Linked DNA regions of Mus musculus: region 1 is linked to region 2. The links are chromatin contacts, called in public Hi-C maps. All regions are on one chromosome and are shown on one strand. The core of a region is the stretch at or near the end of the contact, and the rest is flanking DNA. Distances in the headings are between cores, read along the strand shown. Region 1 holds the start of 3110045C21Rik (RIKEN cDNA 3110045C21 gene). Region 2 overlaps Mgst3 (microsomal glutathione S-transferase 3).

Region 1 (4,809 bases), core at 1,391-3,890, 2.6 Mb after region 2:
AAGAAGCAATGCTTAGTAAAGTGTGGATATTAAGCTCTGGCTTCAATCAAGCAGCATAATTAATATATTCAAAATTGAAAGGATTGCCGTAGTATCTCTCTCTGGATAAAACAGCATCACCATTTTGAATGCGTTCTAACAGGACGGAGAATACAGCAGAATACAGATCTAGTGTCCGACACAACAGTTCTTTTGCCAACTGGAAAGGGTAAATCCAAGTTCTCAGGGCTCGAATGTCATCACTATGTCAGACTCCCTCAGCACAACTTGTTCTATATATACTATATCCATTACCTTCCCATGTTTCCCTGACCTGTCCAGTTTGATTAAATGCCATGCTATACTACCACACAGGAAAGAAGAGTCCTTTTAAGCTATGCCCATTACCTTTGAATGTTTTCCTGCCCTTTCTCATTTGATTAATTTTATGACAGACAGCAATCTATGACAAAGAGACATACTTTTGCTTGACTTCCTCTGCACCCCGGACCACCGACTGCAGGCTGCTGACATCCATCTGCACGATGCTGACTTCGGCGGAGGGGTGAGAGGCCAGCAGGGTATCTCGAACAGCTCTTGCTTTGCTCAGGTTCCTACACGCCAAACACAGGTGGAGGTCATCGTCTTCTGCCAGCAGTCGACCGCAAAGGGCTAGCCCAATGCCACTGAAGGGAGAATTCAGGCACAAGCATGAGCTCATTGAAATGGTGTTAAATGAAGGCAGTTCTCTCTGGTTCAGAAACTTGACAGTGTCAATATGAGCTCCAATGAGAAATCCAAGCAGATAGAAAATACCCAAACATTATGTGAAGAAGGAATCTCCCGATTAGCCATGTTGATAAGCAACATCCAGTTGTTCCCCTCTAATATGGTTCAATGACACAGTGAGTGAGGGTTGGAGCACCTGTTAGGGTGTGATTTAATATATCTCTAGCAAATACTTTAAGGGGGGCCGTATTAGTTGTTTACCGTGTCCCCATTTTCTTGTGGTGCCTTGGTCCCGCAAAGGCAAGGGTTCTCACCACTTCTTGGTACTGTTGCTATTAGGAAAACTGTAAATCGCAGTAAGTGAACCAACCGGTGAGGTTTTGGTTTGGGTTTTTGTTTTTTGGGGTTTTTTTTTTGCTTTGTTTTGTTTTGTTTTCAGGAGAATACACAGTAGCACAGCTTGAAGTTAAATCCCTGTCAACTACTAAGTCACAGCAGAATAGCCAAGAGTTTAAAAAAAAAAAAAGCCCTCAATACAAGTAGACAGAAAGCAGAATCAGCAAGCAGATAGAGCCGAAGACAAAGAAGCAGGAAAGAGCAGAGCTAGGAGGCTTCAGATGCACTGGGTCACAAAGAGTGATATGAAGGTCGCAGCAGATGGGGCCCACTGCTGGTAGCGAGGCCATTCTGGGTAACAGTAAGTTCTCATGCAGACTGCCAGCAAAGGGAGCTCCAAAGTGAGTCTGGAATCCACAGAATCTGGCGGCCCTGCCAGCAAAGTACCAAGCAGATACCGGCCTATTCATCCTTACTTTAAATACCAACTTTAGTATAAGTTGCACACACCACAGTATATCAAAATCACACCAATTCAGGTCTGACTTCTACAGGCACTTTCCACTCGAGAACGGCCAAAACCCAGCTGACCTAAAGGAGAGCGCACACTAACAAAAAGCCCAAGACAGACCCCTCCACTGGTTTAGTTAATATAGATGTGATTGGGTCACTGAAACAGGCTTAAGTGGCATTTAACAAATCCTGTATTAATTCCTCAAAAAATAGCAATGTAACCAATTGGGGGTAGGAGGGGAGTTGGTTGGGTCCATCCTCCACACATTCTTCATCAACAAATGATAAGTAGGTCAAGGGTCAAATGGGCAAGCCTGGAATAACTTTGCTGGCATCTGCATCAGGATAAGCCTTAGTTGCTAGACTGGTCGTTCTGTAGGTTCCTGGAAAGAGTATATGAAAACATGCTGCAGGAGTGAAATTTCCTCATTGTCCTAAAGTTCATGGATGCTGACATTTAAACACCCCGAGTGTTTAGGTTTAAAGTGAACTGTGGGCACCTACAATTAACTACTCTCGGAGACTGACGGTCCCTAGAGAACAACTGTCCAGCATCACTGCCAGGCTGACCAGTCACTGGCGGTTTAGCTTTCCTTTCCACTGTCATGTTTAATTCAAAGCGCCAGCCACCGAGCACCGAGCACCAAGCGAGGCAGGCATGACCACACCTCTTGGAAAGCCAGGGAACGGGGTCTCTGCGGACCCCATCGAAGTGAATCACCGACCTGCGCTTCCCCCCGCATAGACTCCGGGGTTCCATAGGAGGTCTCACCTGCTCGCCCCGGTGATCAAAACCACCTTCCGCATCTTCCACGCCCTGCACCGAAGTAGAACTGCACCGGGGTTCTCTTAGCCTGAACCTTGATCCGTGACCACGCGCACCTCGACCAATCAAGGCTCGGCCCGGCTCCACCTCTCCTGCGTCATCCGGTCCGCGCGTTAGGCCCGCCAATCGCGACTCGGCATCTTCTCTCCACGCCCAGACCGGGTGAGGTGAGATAGGCCGAGGGGCGGAGCCACGTGACACAAGGGTCCTATAGCCAATCCAGGCAGTCGCCGCCCCCAGTCTGCGGCGGGGGCTTTGTTCTGAGTGAAGCAAGCGGGCGGCAGAGCTGGAGGTTTCACAAGGCTGCTGGGAGAGGCTTCGGTGCAGGAACCCAAGTCCAAGTTTGCTTCTTAGGATGTGTAAAGCATGGTCTTTAAGAAAGAGAACCTGGATTTCATTGAATTGTATTTATGTCGAATCACGAGTAAGTTAGCAATTTCAAGCTCTGAATGTGGAATGAAACCAGAGAATCTCAGAACGCTAAAGGAATGCGTACTGTCATCTCCTTCAGACCTCTCAGGTCGCTGTAATGAGCTTTATTTTCTCACTCTCTCTGCCTCTCTCTCTCTCTCTCTCTCTCTCTCTCGCTCGCTCGCTCTTTTTTTTTTTTTTTTTTTGTCTCCAAGCCATCCCAGATGAGTACTTTGGAGGGAGCAGAACTAGGTAATCAGGGAGGGGCAAATGCATACATTAAAACTCCCTTTTTTTATTAAGTTCAATTCGCATAAAAATACCCTGCGCAGCTGTTATAATCGTTATCCCAGCTTTCGCTACTTACAGATGATTAATATTGAGTGAAAGGACTAATACTCATATGATTGAACAAACTATTCCTCTTTCAGAGCTGTAATTACTAGGGATAGCCGTGATCCTAAATGATAACGTCTTTTCTGGGCTTTAATCTATATGTTTTGATTAATGATACCAACAAACTGCTAAAACTTAAGAAAACTGGTTGATCATTTCAACTGTTCTTAAAAGACAGTAACTTAACAAATTTTCTAAAGCCTTGAAGTGGAAAAAAAAAAAAATCCCTGATCTTGAGATTCCATACCCAAATGATCCTTTTTAAACCCTGGAGTTCAGAAGTGGCAGCAAAAGAACAGAGAAAACTGTGTGGCTCTCCCAAAGAAAGCTCACTTTTTAAAAAGAAATTGGAGAGCCTGGTGGGTGGGTTGGGTGGCAGACAGGTGTGTCCACACTGCACCCTAGGGTAGCATGAAAATGGCCCACCAGAAAACTGTAAACTTAATTAACATATTATGACGTTTATTTTGAGTTGTTTTTTTTTTTTTAAGTTCTCTTGTGCAATTATTAGCATGAACTCTGTGCATGAAAGCAACATCAGGAGTCTGCCTGGGTCCGAGAGGAGTTCAGCCTTACTACAGCCTCAGATGAGAACAGGAGTGGGACCAGCTCTGAGTTAGATGAAACCCAGAAGACTTCAGAGAAAGTCCTCTATCACTTCCAGCCCAGCCCAGTAAGGGAAACTGGGACTCTTCCTCCTTTTGTTCTACTCAAGTTGCTGCTTCCAAGGCTCTGTGACCGACAAGGGATGGACTGGACTATTAATCTAAAATGTTTAATTTTTAAAGTCATTTGTCATAGAGAGTCACAACCCCGAGCAATGAAAATATTTTTTAATTCATAGGTGAGTGTTGGGTTTTGGTTTGGTTTTGTTTTGTTTTTACCTCACTCCAAACTACTCATCTTGGGTTTGTGTTGTCCTGGGGTTCTTCAGTTGGGTACCAGAACAGTCTGGTGCACAGTGAGTGAAGCTATCACTGGCAAGCCTTGGCATGAGTTGAGCAGGTGTAGTTAACTCAACATTAATTGTGCTCCTTGTAATAAATCCATCTCTACCCTAAAGTCAGACCGTGATCGCTTTTCCTTTTAGGGGACAGTAGGTAAGGATGAGAGACATATCTTTTGCTCTGAGTACAAAGTTCTATTCTTGGTTCTTAGAAACATTCACAGAATAGACGGCCTCTAATTTGCAAACGGGACTAATGAATAACTTCCAGTTGGGGCTGTGTAGTTTCTCATGTTCATATTTTTCAATGCTCTTCCCTTAAAAAAAAATGCATTCAGTCTGGCTCAAAACTAACTGAGAGTTTTACCCAGTTCATTGGTGGTAAATGGTCATGTGTTACCCTGTGTAGGATCCAAGGACTCTAGAAGAGAAGGACTTACAGATGTGTGGTCACTTCTTTTTCAAATAGGAAGTAAATATAAAACTCTGAACGGAAAATAGTTTTCTTGTTCTCTGCAACTTAACCAGACCCATGCAAGTTGCTAATGAAAAACTGAATAGACAAAATTTCCATCCTCAATAATGACCTACATAATGAAACATGTGGATAACTTGTCTGTGTTGTTTGTGTATGTGTGTGCATAGATGCAAGCCATCACTCATATCTGCCATT
Region 2 (4,468 bases), core at 153-2,652:
CAGCAGTGAGATTACAGTGAGTTCTTGCTTAAGCCCGCTGCAGCTTTTAACTGCAGTTAAGAGAAAGCCCGTACGCCTCATCATGACCATCCACACTGTCTGGATGTCTGATGTCGTCTGTTACTCTCCACTTTCTCCTCTGGGTTCTCTGCCAGGCTCTTCCCTCTTTAGACCACGTTTTCCAGCTCGTCATCTTACAGGTTCCTTACACCGCAAGCTAACCTCTGTTCCAAGGTACGGTACCCATCACACACCGCCTCCTCCCTCCCTGTTAACATCCACTGTTACTGTAACTGTTTTTGTGCAAACTGTACCCTTCCTCCACTAGAACACAAACGGAAAGCAAGAACTGCCCTGTCTGAGCGTCTGAGCGGATAATGCTCAGTGTGGCCAGGGAGCCACAGCACCTGGTTGGTAGAGATGCAGACCGAACCCACCTCAAACCTGTCAGTCAATTTTAGTAAGATCCTCAGATGAGGCATACACAGGGTGGCTTGCCAGGCAGTGCTGTGAGAGAAATGGTTCTCTAGTTTGGCCCTTCATTAAGGCTGCCTACTGAACGTTAAATGTACTGAGATGCTAATGTAAGTGATCTGGACTCTGGTTCTCAGGTGAATTCAGTAGGCAGCTGGGCTAAGCCCTGCTCTGAGCACGTATGCTTAGTCACAATTAAACATTAAGTGTGCGAGTTGCCCTAGCCACATCGCAAGTCCTCAGTATATAAAACAGGTGCTGGTTACTTTATTGGACAGTACAGAGTATGTTTCTGTCACGTCAGAAAATTCTACTAGAAAGTTGTTTAAGAGGGATAGGACAGACAGGCTGCTCATTTATGTATTTACTTATATTTATTTATCTGTGTAAGTGGGTGTGTGTGTGGGCAGGAGTGGAGGTCAGAAAGCCCACTCAAGGAAGTGGGTTTTCTCCTATTAACATGGATTAAGGGAATCACACTCCGGTGGTCAGGCTTGGTGGTAAATTCTACAGGATGAGCCATCTCTCTGGCTTAAGACTGGTCATCGTGATCAGGATTGGATAGCATCTTAAGAATGTAAAGGGGAAGTTATCCAAATTCTGGGTTACACCAGCAGATGGCGCCCAAGCTTTCTACCACACCTTGAGCCCTGCTTCTGGTCTTGGGCGCCTCCTACTGTGCATGCGTGATCATGGAGCCTCAGTAATTGTGTACGAGGGTTTCCAATGTCCCTAATGGCTCATGTACTTACTTGAAACTTGGTGCCCCGTTGGTGATGTTTTAGGAGGCTGTGGGATCTTTGGGACATACTTCTGTTAGGTGGAGAGATACTCTGGTTTCCTTTCCTGATTCACATCATTATACCCTTAAAAGCTGACTCCCCACTGGTCTGCTCCACTTTTGGTTATATGAGCTGGTCACATGGAGAAAGCAGCAGCTACAGTCTGAGGGAGGCCAGGGCAGGAAGGTGTCACAGCAGAAACAGCAGCAGAGGACAGAACTGAGACAAAAGGACGATGTCTGTTAGGATCCAGAGACAAGAAACAGCAGTCTCTGGTTGCTAGAAGAGTCAGAGAGCTGTCCTCCTTAAGACCAAGGGTCTTACATCCTGGGCCAAGAACTTTAACTGGCTGCTACAGCAGTGAGTTCTTCACCTGTGGGTCGTGACTCCCACCTGTGGGTTGTGACTCCCTGGAGGTTGAACAACCCTTTCACAGGGGTCATACATCAGATACCCTGCATATCTGATGTTTACATCATGATTTGTAACTAACAAAACTACCACTATAAAGTAACAATGAAAAATTTATAGTTGGGGGTGGGGGCATACATGAAGAACTGTATTAAAGGGCCCCAGCATTAGGAAGGTTGAGAACCCCTGACCTAGAGGCATGACTACCTGGGACCTGCAGAAGGACTGTAGCACTGGAAGGCACCCCAAGCTGCTGTTCCCACCTGGTTACTACCACTGCCCACAGCTGTCACACAGGGACGCCAGTACTCCAGAGACCAGCACTGGGTCCTCCTGCCTCGCTGGGTCTCAGTGAGAGGAAGCAGTTCTCCAGGTCCCCCGGGGTGCACTTCTTTTATAACACAGATAAAACCCAGTTACTGCAGAGGTTTACCGATGTCCCATCCCTTTCTAGTCCCAACCCCAAACTTCTTATCTCACTATCACCATTTCATAAGGGAACACTTACTGCTGCTAAAAGGAAGGCAAATATGAAGGCAAATTTAAAACTTTATGGGGGTGGGGGTGGGGGGTTGGCGAGGGGGCAGCCCATTTCCATTTCCATTTCTTCAGTACACTGGTGACATATTCTCATGACCCGCTCCGGGAATGTGTTCTGTTCTAATTCCCAAGGGTGTCCCAGTCATCCCAGTACAGCTGAGCCACCCTTCAGTGCCTTCATCTCTGAAGCTTGAGTGACTCAGTCCAATGGAAAATGCATGGGGTTTATAGTTAAGGCTCTGTTCAGCAACTAACTCTGATCCTCAGAAGCTATCGAGCATGTGAAGTGTGGCTGGCCCAAACGAAGAACTTGTGCGTCTGTTATAAGCATTATCCATCTAAAAGCCACTCGTGGCTAGCGGCCACCCAGTTGGATGGCAAAGGTCTAGACGCCGTGTTCTTGTTCATACCTTGCAGTCATTATTTTGCCAGCTTAGACCATTCTCTAAAGGCCTTTCCTCTTTGTTCCTAATCAGACATTGGCATAGACACTTTAAAAAATTTATTTATCTTTATTTTATGTATGTTGATGTCTTTTGACTGCATGTATGTCTGTGTGAGGGTGTCAGAGCCTCTGGGACTGGGTTTACAGACAATTGTGAGTTGCCACATGGGAGGTGGAAATTGAACCTGGGTCCTCTAGAAGAGCAGTCTGTGCTCTTAAACACTGAGCCATCTCTCCAGCCGGTTTCCTCATCTATAAAATGAGCTGTTAGCAATTCTAGCATCACAGTTATCCCTAGTTTCATCTGTGTCTATTGCTTAAGAAAGAAGCTTTAAACAGTTAACGTTTATTTGTATAGGTGTTACATACGTGTGCGACATACAGTGCACGCGTAGAGGTCAGGGGCTAACTTGTGGGAGCCAGATCAACACATGGCCATCAGGCTTTGTGACAAGCGTCGTTACCTGCTCATGTGACTGAGCTCATTACTTAACCTTTTAAGCAACATAAACAATCTTCAATAGATTAAAAAAAAAAAGTCCATACCGTTAATTATTAGCATCAAGCGGTACTTTGAACTAGAGCCGAGGATGAATTTTTCCGTCCTCATCACCATGACTTCATCACCGATTCACAGACTGTGTCGCGGGGGTGGGGGTGGGGTGCGCTCACAGCTTTGCTCGTAATGGGTAGAAATGGCACCATTATTTCACTAAGACTCTCAGAAAGAGATGCAGGCAGGAGCTTTAGGTATGAGGCTGATGCCAGATAAGTTTTTATTATATTAAAAAAAAAAAAAAAACCAGTGCAACTGGAAATCAGGGTGAGTCGCTGGAGGTGAGTGAGAGTCGGAAGGCCCTCCACACCTCAGTGGTGGCAGGATCTGGACCCGTAGCCTAAGCCTGGTCTGATCCAGCCGAGATGCTGGAAAGCAGAGCACACGGTGGTGCCCATCAGGGCAAAGAGGGCAAGAGAGCCCACGGCTCCTCGATACCGCTTGCTAGGGTCTGAAAAAGAAGACAGCGGAAGTCACCAGGACATCCACAAGCCATTGTGCTCTAGCATCTGAGGTCATATCGTCAACCGCGTGCTATTGGGAGGTTGGCCAACTCTAGCCTAGAGCCACCAGTACGCTAGAATCTATGTGCAAGGTAACTGTACATTAGCATTGCCTAGACTATGGAGGACTCTGTAAGTCAAGCAACTTTGTCTTAGGCCCAGTAGGAGCATCTGCCTCCGGAATGACACGTAGCCTTTTCCTCTCCGATAGCCATTTATCCCAGCCGTGGTCAGGTTTTGCTGACGCAGCACCTTGGTTTGATTCCTGGCAGCTCTGGCTGGCCCCTTAATATTTCTAAGGCTGTTTCCTCATCTGCACAACAGGCTATTCGCTGTACATGGAATTGCTGTGAGCTTGCCTAGCATATGTAAAGTTCTCAGGCAAGCAACTGGCACTTAGAAAATGCACAAAGGTTTGTGTCTACTCTAAGGGTAGTAAGAAGAAAAAGAACGGACCTTCACGTTAATTCTTAAGCCACTTCCTCATTTTAAATTGTATCATACTTTATGTATATGGGTATTTTGTCTGCATGTGTGTCTGTGCACCACTTGCATGCTTGTCCTAGAGCTGGAGTGACAGACTGTTGTGAGCTGGGAATCAAACCTGGATCCTCCAGAAGAGCAGTCAGTCACCTGAACAGCCGAGCCATCTCTCTGGCCCCATTTCTTCCTCCACCTTTAAATCCCAAACCAAGAGTTAAAATACAGTAACAATATTTAAAATTTGGCTGGGCGGTGATTTGTGAGTTCGAGGCAG

The links. Hi-C and Micro-C count contacts between places; a contact is called where the count stands out from the background.
Region 1: a contact with region 2 is called in a Hi-C map of B cells, with 5 read pairs. The contact joins the promoter of 3110045C21Rik here to the enhancer-like site in region 2. A contact is called at or near these places in 2 of 39 promoter capture datasets (hippocampal neurons and pre-B cells), 1 of 484 Hi-C or Micro-C datasets (B cells) and 1 of 115 datasets of contacts at active chromatin or transcription factors (astrocytes).

The regions. Positions count from the first base shown.
Region 1 is chr1:169,966,769-169,971,577 of GRCm38.p6, forward strand. It overlaps 3110045C21Rik (RIKEN cDNA 3110045C21 gene), which reads left to right and starts at 2,641. Exons shown (of 3, transcript NR_040438.1): 1 at 2,641-2,807; 2 at 3,682-4,034. It overlaps Hsd17b7 (hydroxysteroid (17-beta) dehydrogenase 7), which reads right to left and starts at 2,437. Exons shown (of 9, transcript NM_010476.3): 1 at 2,330-2,437; 2 at 462-665. The coding sequence starts at 2,364.
Region 2 is chr1:167,368,984-167,373,451 of GRCm38.p6, forward strand. It overlaps Mgst3 (microsomal glutathione S-transferase 3), which reads right to left. Exons shown (of 6, transcript NM_025569.2): 6 at 2,983-3,659. The coding sequence ends at 3,520. Among named protein-coding and RNA genes, the nearest start is that of Aldh9a1, 21 kb to the left of the region's middle. Within about 2 kb of position 1,403, at least 21 of the 459 cell types and tissues checked have an H3K27ac peak or open chromatin away from gene starts, as enhancers often do. A contact at or near this core is called in B cells, where this site is marked.